Regions from separate parts of the Sus scrofa genome. Here region 1 is linked to region 2. The links are chromatin contacts, called in public Hi-C maps. All regions are on one chromosome and are shown on one strand. The core of a region is the stretch at or near the end of the contact, and the rest is flanking DNA. Distances in the headings are between cores, read along the strand shown.

Region 1 (5,617 bases), core at 1,905-4,404, 70 kb before region 2:
GCAAGTATATAGGAATGCAATTGATTTTTAAAATATTGATCTTGTATCCTAAAACCTTGGTGAATTTGTTTATTAGTTCTAATCATTTTCTAGTGGCTCCCTTAGGATTTTCTATCTATAAAATCATGCCATCTGTGCACAGAGAGAGTTTGACTCTTCCTTTCCAATCTGGATGCCTGCAATTGAGGCTACACCTCCAGGGAAACCACCAGCTCCCCCCCCCACCCAGCTGCTTTCCCTATCAATCAGCTCCCCCCCCACCCCGTTCTGGACCGCATCCTTACAGGGACTTTTCCACACTCTGTTGCAAAAGAAGTCATTTCTCCGGTGAGGAAACTGGGGCTGTGTTCCACAGTGTCCCCTCCCTACCCCCGGGAATCTCTGCGCCCCCGGGAACCTCCGCAGCTAAGAGCAGGGACAGTGCTGTGCTCCTCTCTGAGTGAAGTCTCTGCTGTAGCTGCTGTGGGCTGGTTGTGGGGCAGTCACGTACCCTGGCTCTGCTGGTTGGACCCCTGTCCAGGGCCCCAGTATCCTCCGGGTGCAGTGGCTCTGTCCCATCTGTGGGGCTGGGAGAGGAGGGCGCCTCACCTCCTGGCCGCACCTGTCCAGAAATGAGCATCAGTGACAGGTAGCAGGGGGGCGGGGGGGCAACACAGGCACTGCAGGGAGAGTGGGCTGTGTCCCTGGCTCCCCATGGAGAGGGGGCACGGTCTTACTGGGCCTGGAGGGGGGACTGAGCCGGGAGGGAGGACTCAGCTGGGAGGAGGAAGGATTTACTGGGCTGGGAGGGGAGGGGGAAGGGTGCACGTTCAATCCCGCAGACGCTCACTGATCTTCCCTAATTTAGTAGGTTTTCTCGTCTAAGTGTTTCTTCATCTGATATATACACATAAGATCATTTCCAGAGATTTTTTTTTTCTTTTTCATTTCTCTTTTTAGTGGCTGCACCTGTGGCATATAGAAGTTCCCGGGCAAGGGACTGAATCCAAGCCACAGCTGTGGCCGCTCCGGATCCTTTATCCCATTGCACTGGGTCGGGGGCTGAACCTGTACCTCTGTAGCAGCCTGATCCGCTGCAGTCGGATTCTTAACCTACTGTGCCACAGCGGGAGCTTCCCATTTCCAGAGATTTTACATAATTCTTAAAGTCTTGGTCATTTGGCAGAGGAGCGAGTCCCAGATCTCCTACTGTCCTGCTGGGAGTGGGAGCCTTATTCCTGCTATTTAATAGGAGTGGCAGCCTTCGCGTGTTAGGGAGACCGGCGTGGGGGCCACCGAGGAAAAGAAAGTCCCTCCAAATCCTAAGAGTACAAACACCTACACCTGGAATTCCAGGCGGTGAAGGGCACTGGATGTCGCCCACACCCGATTTTCTGGCTGGGGCATCACCTGCACCTGTTCTTGGATGTGGTCCTTTAGGCTCCATTTGAACAGCCCCGAGAATGGGGAACTCACCACTCTTAGTTTAGATGGAATATTCACCCCGTGAGCAACACAACCATGTAAAACCCAAACGGTCTGTGCCCTGTAGGCCGGCTGTGGGCATGGACAGAGCGGAAACGCAGAAAGCAGGTTGTTTGGGATCCTAGACAACTTCATGTCGCCAGCAGGTCATGGACATGCAGTCAAAAGGCAAGTGGCTGTTTTTGGACACCAGGTGCCCCAGAGACTGGCCTAATTTTAGAACCAACGGCGCTCACGAAAGAGGCACAGGACTCGCGGGTCTGGGGTGTGACGTTTTCTCCTCGGGCTCATGTCCTCCTGCTCATGTTGAGACACAGAGAGAGGGAGAGGGAACGGGACCACACAACTGGCGTGTGCCTAAGGAACAGGATGAAACGCCGACGCTGGAGGGCCGGAGCCCGTCCAGGCTGCTCTTGGGGGGCCCGAGAGCTCGTTTTCCCAGTGGCGTTGTGTGGGTCGTCTTCCAGCCCTTGGGCTCCTTTCTCCGCCCACCTGTGCCAGCTCCGTGCCAAGAAGCTGGCCCCTGCACAGAACCTCCCCCGTCTCCTCACCAGCCGTCCAGCAGTTGCGTCCCGCCAAGGGGGCACCATCAAGTCAGACAGTGAGAAGAAAGAGGCTCTGGATCCTGGTCTCTGGCTGGAGCCGTGTGGCCCTTGGTTCTCTGACCCAGACCCAGCAGCGCCATTTCCTGGCCTGGTCCTCTTGGGCCCAGAAGTGCTGCTGGCAGCTGGTTTCTGGGGATTTCACCCATCACCCCCCTTGTTTGTAGCCTGAACATCAGACCTTTGAAACAGACCTTCATGAAAATCTTTTTTTTTTTTTTTGTCTTTTTATCTTTTCAGGGCTGCACCCGCGGCATATGGGGGTTCCCAGCCTAGGGGTCTAATCAGAGCTGTGGCCGCTGGCCTACACCACAGCCATAGCAACATGGGATCCGAGCCGCGTCTGGGACCTACACCACAGCTCATGGAACGCCGGATCCTTAACCCACTGAGGGAGGCCAGGGATTGATCCTGCAACCTCATGGTTCCTAGTCGGATTTGTTTTCACAACGGGATCTCCATGAAAATCTTTCCATTTGCTCCAAGCAAGGGTGAATTCTGTTTTCCTTCAGACTCCTTGTTACCCCCTAGCCATGGTGATGGGTTCCATCTGTCTCCCTCGGTGGTTATTAGGTCCAGGACAAAAGCAAGCCCAGGGCTGTCCCCGAGTTACCTCTCAGGAGCCTCATCCACTCCTCTGGTTCCCATATAAGCAGAATGGATGCTTGTTCATATCCTACCCTGGAATTCTAAGCCTCTCTTGGATCCACGGCCATGAATCTGTTTATTCCATGAGCTCTTTCTAGAGGCAGAAGACCCAACATTTCTACGTAGCTCGACTGCTGCTTGGAATCAGAACTTGTTTGTCCTTGAACTTGTCCTACATCAGTGTGAAATATGCAGTCGTGAACCTGATGGGGTGATGGGAAATTTCACTCGTAGCATGAGGTTTCCTAGTTTAACTGTGAGCAATCGTCCTCTGAGTTCTGTCCCAAAGCCCCATCTAGTCAATAAGTCTCCCTGTCCCTGAGCAGGAACAAATTATTTAAAAAATTGAAGCCTAGGGAAAAGCAAACAACCTTCCTAGGGCTGTGTTCGTTCACCCAAGCTCTTTCTTTGCCTTCATAACCAAATGATTAAACTTTCTATTTATAAGTCAAGGGGCATCCCAAGACCTAGGGGCCCATCACTGCTCTTAGGCATTCATGTCACAAGCCAGCCCAGGCTATAAATATAAAATATAAAATATACCAGGTGGTTAGGGGGCAAACTGGTTTGAATCCTTCATTTATTTATAGTGACAGTGGCATATTTGGCACTTAAATGTTCCCCTAAAAGCTGATAACCCCCGTTATCTTGTGCTATAAGTGGTCCAGCTTTCCCCGAGTTAGGAATGAGGGTTTGGGAGGGAGGTGAGAAGCAGTCTGATCTGCCAACAGCTCCCTAAGGCAAGTGTGTCTTTGGAGCAGCCTTTCCAGGGACCAGGGAAACCTGTGACTTCTCCACGGAAGCTGTCAGGCCAGCTTACAGGCATCAACGATGACAATCTGGAGTTATTTCTGGAGTAGGTGATTGATGTTTCGAATAGAAGATGCCATTTTGATGGGCTCCAGACTTGCTGTGATGGGAGCTGATGAGGATAATGATGATGATGATGATATTTACATGGTGCCTTTCTTCCAAAGAACGCCTCCGTCCTTTTATCTCATTCGCATTGAAAATGTCCCTTTGGAGTTGGGAGGAAACGCTGTCATGTATCTGTTTTTCAGGAGAGGAAATGGAGAAAGGATCACTGCCCAGCTCTCGGGGCCCATTTGGTGATGAGAAGAGCTGTTTACAGGACAGACTAAATCTGGGGAGAAGAAGTTTAGGAAAAACGCCAGGGTCAGCTCCTGCTCATCCTTTTCAGTGCAGCCGTATCAAGCTCCATCAGTGTGACTCCCTGACCCACAGTCTTCAGGGGACACACAGACGCCAAGTTCTGTCCCAACACCCGAGGCTCTCGACACCCACCCTACACTGTCTCCCTGGCCCCTTGCATCTGTCTCATGTTTCAGCCAAAAAAAGCCACCTGCTCTGAGAATCCCCTTCTCTTTCACAACGTGTGTGGCTCACACGTGCTGTGACTTGTTTAAGGTCTGTCTTCCTGTTGGGATGTAAATTCCAGGAGAACAGGGACAATCGCCATCCTGCCCCAGGGCCCAGTTGGGTCAACAGGCACACAGTAGGTGCTTCGACAGCACACACCGTGCCTCCCACCTGTACGCCTTTGCTCGTGCTGTGCCCCAGGCCCCCACCCTGCTTATTGAAGCCAGAGCTGACCTTCCAAGCCCAGGTGAACCCCCACTCGGGAACCGCCACGGCAGCGTTCTGGTTCCTGCCTTCCATTCCACTGGGTCACGGGCATCTGTGCCCTTGTGCGGCCTTTCTTCCCTCTCCCTCCCAGACCGGCAGCTCTTGAAAGGCAGGCGCTGCCCACCGGGGAGCCTGGCAGAGGTGGGCCCTTGTCAAACACGGGCTCCCTTGTCTCGAACTATTGTTGACCCGCATCTTTCGTTCCACAAATTCCCATTTCTGGCATCTGCAGCTTGTCCTGCGAAGGGATTTTTCTCATTCTTATCTTCCTCCAGTCTTCTGGAAGGCTGCGGGAAGACCAGCCGGGGAGCCCCGCCAACTCATGCTTTAAAGAGTGCCTCCCTTTCTCCTCCGAGAGCAGCGCTGACCTCTGGCCCCGGGTAGAGGTTCCATTTCCTCTGGGGCCTAGAGCACATTTGCAGGGGTGGCCGTTGGCAGCTTTTAGCATCACGGCCCATATCAACGCCAGCCTAATATGGAGAGCTAACCAGCGCGATGTCAGCTGAGAAGCTGTGACTAAATCAGTGACCTCGGCAAGGAGTCTGAGTGTTGCTCTGTGCTCCTGGTTGCCTTTGCAGGTGCCCTTCAGTTTGAGAAGACGATTGGGCTGACTCTGGGCCCATGTGAACGCTTATAAGCAGCGCATTTTTGATGCCTAAAGACCCCTGGCTGCTAGAACTGCGGGCACACTGAACAGCTGGGGTGTAACACTCCATATAAAGTGGAAAGAGCCACTGTGGCGACCGGACCAGGGAGCGTTCAAGGCTGTCAAAACCGATAATGTAGACCTATGTTTAATGACACGGGGACATGGCCGCAATACATTCCCGAGTGAAGGTCGCAGGCCACGGAACAGCGTGGTTGTGTAAAATGACTCCACATTTGTATCTGCACCTACTTCTAGATGTGACACTATTCTCCCAAATGTCATCAGAGGCTGTCTGTAGCTGACAAAATTGGGGGTCACTTTTTTCCCCCTTTACTTTTGTTTTTATGGGTTTTTGGTATGATTCGATTTTTATTTTTACAGTAAGCAGTTATTATCTTTACACTCAGAAAAAGAGAACAAGAAGGCTGCATTCAGTTTGAAAAAAATTATTGGAAATAAAAAGCGTCATTAAAAAATCTTCAAATTTGGAAGAAGATGCTGACTGTAAAATAAACAAACAGAAACAAAAAAATAAACTCTTACGTGAGCAAAGGAAAAAAACTGTCCCGCTGTCTCTGTGAGCTGAGCCGTACTGTAAGGTGCTGAC
Region 2 (5,491 bases), core at 1,476-3,975:
GAGGCTGGATGTGGTCCCCTGTGCTTTTCAGCAGGACAGAGCCCTTCATTTTCACGTGGAGATGATAACAACAACTGTCTCATAGGGTTGCTGTGGTGCTGAAGTGAGATACTGTGCGCAAAAGCCTTCGTATAACGTCTGGCACACGGCAAACTCCACCTTAGCTGTCGCCACTCTTACCACGATCGCTGGAAAACCTGCCTCTCAAACACTAGCTTTGTGAATACAAGTCATATATACACAAAGTAAATGTTACAAACTTAGATTATAGAAATAACTGGAATTTTTTTTTTCCTGCTTTTTCGGGTTGCCCCCCCCCCCGCCCCGGCATGTGGAAATTCCCAGGCTAGGGGTCAAAACGGAGCTACAGTTGCCAGCCTACACCACAGCCACAGCGATGTGGCATCTGAGCTGTGTCTGTGACCTACACCACAGTTCATGGCTACGCCAGATCCTCAACCCACTGAGCAAGGCCAGGGGTCGAACCCACATCCTCATGGATACTAGTTGGGCTCATTACCACTGAGCCACAATGGGAACTTCTCTGAATGGTTGAATGGAAAGTAATTATATAAAAATAGTTTTGGAGTTCCTGTTGAGGCTCAGTGGTTAAAGAACCTGACTAGTATCCATGAGGACGCAGGTTCGATGCTTGGCCTCACTCAGTGGGTTAAGGATCTGGCATTGCCATGAGCTGTGGTGTAGGTCGCAGACATGGCTCGGATCCCCTGTTGCTGTGGCTCTGGCGTAGGCCGGTGGCTACAGCGCCAATTCAACCCCTAACCCGGGAACCTCCGTACATCACAGGTGCGTCCCTAAAAAGACAAAAAAATTAAAACACATACAAACAAATGGTTTTAACTACGTTCGCTGTTTTCCTCAGAACTGAGTGTGGACGTGTCTAAGGAGGAGAACAACGCATCTAATTTGCCTCTTTTCCCACCCGGCTCCACGTTTAAACGTGTTGTCCAGAATCACTAGGGCCCTTAATAAAGTCTAAAATTACAATTTATATTAAAAACTACAACTTCATTAAAAGAACCATAAGCATTTCCTCTTTAATTTATCTGAATGGAAGACTCAGAGAAATCCTAGGATATACGACCATTCCAGGACAGCCGATGGTTCTCTGAAAAACAGCAAAAGAGAAGAAAGTGTCACCCTCACCGTGACACTTCATGAAGCTATTTTCGTCTTCTTTCAATACACAATATTTGGTTTCCTGACTGATGGATGGCTTTTTTTTTTTTTTTTTTTTTTTGATCCACACCTTTCCCAGGCTAGGGATCTAAATGGAGCTGCAGCTGCCAGCCTGTGCCACAGCCACAGCCACAGCCACGCAGGATCCTTAACCCACTGAGGGAGGCCAGGGGTTGAACCCACATCCTCATGGATACTAGTCTGATCCTTAACCTGCTGAGTCACGATGGGAACTCCCATCAATGGCTTCTTTGTTCAGGTCCCACTGGCCCAGGGTTCCGTAAAAGGAATTCAGATGGACAAACCTGAGAGGCTGTACAGCAAAGCGCGTAAGTTCACAAGCTTTGGAACTGAGCAGCCTGGTCCCGTCCTTGTTCTGAGAGTTGTGAGCTGACTGGGAAAGTTACTTATAGGCTAAGCCTCAGTTTCTTCATCTGTAAAATGAACGCCAAAGCTGCTTTCACCTGATAGGGTTGCTGTGCTGAATAAAACGGTACATGTAAGTACCTGGCATGGCACTCTAGCCAGAGTAAATGCTTAATAAATAGTATTTATTTATTTTTTAAAAAATTCTTTGTTTGTTTGTTTGTTTTGTCTTTTTGCTATTTCTTGGGCCGCTCCCGCGGCATATGGAGGTTCCCAGGCCAGGGTCGAATCGGAGCAGTAGCTGCCGGCCTACACCAGAGCCACAGCAACGCGGGATCCGAGCTGCGTCTGCAACCTACACCACAGCTCACGGCCACGCCGGATCCTTAACCCACTGAGCAAGGGCAGGAATTGAACCCGCAACCTCATGGTTCCTAGTCGGATTCGTTAACCGGATTGCGCAACCACGGGAACTCCATAAATAGTATTTATTTACAATCTGTTAAATTATAATCTAAGAGCCAAGATAATCCATCCAGAAAACTCAGGGCACTGCCTCGGTGCCCCTTCCATTGGTTCTGATTCACCATCCACTGAACAGACACGGGCAAGGAGGCTGATGCTGCCGGGCCTGGGCTCCGTGCTTCAGTTCCCAGGTTCAAGGCAGCCAGTCATGTCGGCAGGGGCATCACTGGGAGGCCCGGCCTGGTGCCTGCCCAACAGGAGCCACTGGCAAGTTTGTTTGTTGGTTTTGACAAATGAGTAAGGGGTGAATTAATGATTCTGATACACAGATAATTAAGACGGACTCTGTGACCTCAAGGAACTCATGTTCCAGCAGGAGGTGGAACCAGGCCCCCAAAGGGGGAGCGGAAGCAGGGAGGGCGGGGAGGGAATTTCAGGCAGTGGGAGGGATCGCCGTGAATAAAATACCAAAGATTTCTATTCCAGTCCTGCCAGCACAGTTCAGTGGCAAACAACATTTTTTCTAAAAGACCTCTTTCCAACAAGGAACAGAAGGATCCCTCTTTTTATCAGAGAAAAAAAGAAACTCTAGTCAGTTTAATATGTGAAGTCAAAGGACAGAAAGGCGTGACTGTCACACGGTCTCCTTTGGAAGGTCAAACCGAGCCCTGCCCGTGTTCCTGACCTACTTACCACTGGCTGGGAGTGCCGGGCACAAGTGCTTAGGGAGACGGCGAATGGGGCTCAGAGATCAGCTTCGTCCAGGTCCCCTGGCAACGGGGAGACAGGAGAACGGGCCAGGGCTCCTATCTTTTTCTTTTTTGGCTTTTGAGGGCCACACCTGCGGCATATGGAGGTTCCCAGGCTAGGGGTCTAATCAGAGCCACAGCTGCCGGCCTACACCAGAGCCACAGCAACGCCGGATCCTTGACCCACTGAGTGAGGCCAGGCATTGAACCCGCAACCTCATGGTACCTAGTCTGGTTTGTTTCCGCTGTGCCACGACGGGAACTCCCCAGGTCCCCTATCTTGCAGTCAGAACCGAGCACAGCCTGGGGTGCAAGCAGGGGAAACCTGGTCTGAAAACCCTCACACCCTCTCCACTCCATCCCCTGTCCCGAGACACTCCACAAGGCAGGGGGACCGAGGCAAGGCACGCTCTGCTGAGCAGGAGAAAAAGTGGAACCGGCTCTCTACTTCGGAGGCAAAGGGACCTGCCAGTCCCCTCAAAAAGGGGGCTGACTGCTGGGATGAGCCACTTCCTGTCATGGATCCAAGGACCAGAGTGCTTTGCTGCAATGGTTTCCTTTAAGGAAATGAGGAAAAGAAGCAGAGGGTCCCCGCCCCCCGGACCCCACACGCAGCTTGTAATTCAGGGGCGAGAGGATGCGGTACTGTTTCTGGATGAAATACATGCTTGTTCTTCTGCTACAGGCAGCAGGAAGCCAAGGGTCTGACTTCTTTCTAACTAAGCATGGCCTGATAAGATAGACTTACTAACTGGTAATAACTACAACACGGGGCCAAAACTCAAATATCATCTAACCGAAGTGATTTTACCATTTATTGGTCTTACACGCAGCCATCTGTAGGAAACTAAATCTTTCAGTTCCCTGGGGGTGCCGTTCTCCTGCAGTTCACCTTGGAGACGGGCAAGGAAACAGCAGTGCCCCAACTCAACACAGGTTTCACTGAGATCTTACTTTGGTCACGCGGAGTCCCGCTTTACGGCTTTGCATACTTGTGAGACTGCACTTGAGTCAGCCCTGCTAAAGGAAAAGGACTGTGGGGTCCCCCCATCTCCCCTTATTTTTTGGTCCATGTGCATGACTGACCCAAAGTTTTCTTTCCTTTGGAAAATCTTGGCTTTGTTTTGCTGTATCCCAGCCACCTTTTCATAATACAATTTGGGGCTCATTGGCATTATTTAGCAAAAACAGTCAGGGAGGACTCCCGGAAGAACACCAGTCTCCTATTCCAGAAATTCTAAAATTCACATCTGAATTAAAAGAGCTCCCCTACTGTAGTACACCTACTTCAGAGCGTAACAGATGGTGCTATTAGCATCATCACACACCATCCACAGGGTCCCACAGGAAATTCCTCTCTAAGCTCAGCATCGAGAACCCGTGCACTTGCACCGGATCCTTCTCAGTCATGGACCCGCCCATAGCGCACGGCCCCCGCAGGCTGAAACACCTGCCAGCAGCCCTCTTCACACTAGCACTTAGAAAGCTCACAGTGGAACTGTGGCTCCAGAACGGCGTGGAGATCACGTTGGGTCACAAATTGCGTTCCACGCTCTACCTGATGGTGATTAATTTTCTTCCTTTATCCGTATTTTGATGGATTCTACCCTGTATTTTACACATGCCTCTAAGCTGTCGCACATCCCTCTGCAGCATGAATGAACAACATAGCGAAGTAAGCAGAGCGATGGTACCCACCCACAGCACGATCACATTCTTCAACGACGACAGGCAGGCGTGGGTCCCGAGTCGCTGAAGCTGTACTTGGATGGTGCAGGACACCGGGCTGCAAAGTGCACATCGAGCGTACACCAGACGCCCTCTCCTTCCTCAGGACATTTGGGGGCTGGGCAGAAACTGCCCCGCAGCGCTTAAGAGCCGCTGTGACACTAGTCTCTGCTGACCAAGTCGAACAATAAAACGACAGAATTGTCTTCTTTCCCCAAGAGTCTGGAGCGCCAAAGGCAGAAGGGAAACAACTACGAAAACCTGCAATTCATCAGAAGAGGACCCTTCCATTATGGGCAACTTTCTCTTACCTGGGCTCGTTCACTTTCTGGGAGCACACGAGACGGAGGAAATCACAACTGCAGGGACAACAGCGTACAGAGCACAGGACGGCTGGTGTTTATGTTAGAGGAAAAAGGCTGCCGCGAGGGTGAACTACAATTTTACTTTGCATTTTAAGAGACATAACACTTGAGCTATTTAAAAATTCCTCATTCAACTGCAGGATCAGCTATGGCTCTATGTGCATTTTTAAAAAGGAAATGCACTATTACCATCTTATTAGAAAGAAAACCCTTTCATAAACGGTTTTGTACCTAGTTCTTTGTGAATGTGTTATGAAAGGGTAGTCTTTTAAAAGTCACCTATTTCTCTTTTCCAGCCAGAGTCTAAGGCTGAATTTTTTCCCTTTAATCAGTCTTTCACCTAAAAGCAAATGTAAATACTTTCCAAACTTTTTAATAGACAAAATGTTTTCAAAAGACAGTATGTATGAATTTTCCCCACTGTTTTAGAATGTATTTATTTGAAAATTTCCTCTGAAATTTATCATGTCAGTTACAAGTACTAAGATACAAAAGTGCTGCCTGGATTTTCCAGTAAATAAAGCTGACCTAAGGTTTTGTTTCCAGAAATCCTAATGAACGAATAAAAAATCTTCTCTGAATTCTTGTTTATGCTCCAAAAACATTAGTTTAACCTCC

Evidence for each region. A called contact is a pair of places that touch in the nucleus more often than the background predicts.
Region 1: a contact with region 2 is called in a Hi-C map of heart right ventricle, with 2.2 times the contacts expected there. The contact joins two enhancer-like sites. A contact is called at or near these places in 3 of 47 Hi-C or Micro-C datasets (embryonic fibroblasts, heart right ventricle and liver).

What each region holds. Positions count from the first base shown.
Region 1 is chr4:130,618,063-130,623,679 of Sscrofa11.1, reverse strand. No RefSeq gene overlaps it. Among named protein-coding and RNA genes, the nearest start is that of BCL10, 25 kb to the left of the region's middle. Within about 2 kb of position 3,154, at least 3 of the 83 cell types and tissues checked have an H3K27ac peak or open chromatin away from gene starts, as enhancers often do.
Region 2 is chr4:130,548,230-130,553,720 of Sscrofa11.1, reverse strand. The region is part of intron 1 of DDAH1 (N(G),N(G)-dimethylarginine dimethylaminohydrolase 1); the gene reads right to left. Among named protein-coding and RNA genes, the nearest start is that of DDAH1, 66 kb to the right of the region's middle. Within about 2 kb of position 2,725, at least 11 of the 83 cell types and tissues checked have an H3K27ac peak or open chromatin away from gene starts, as enhancers often do.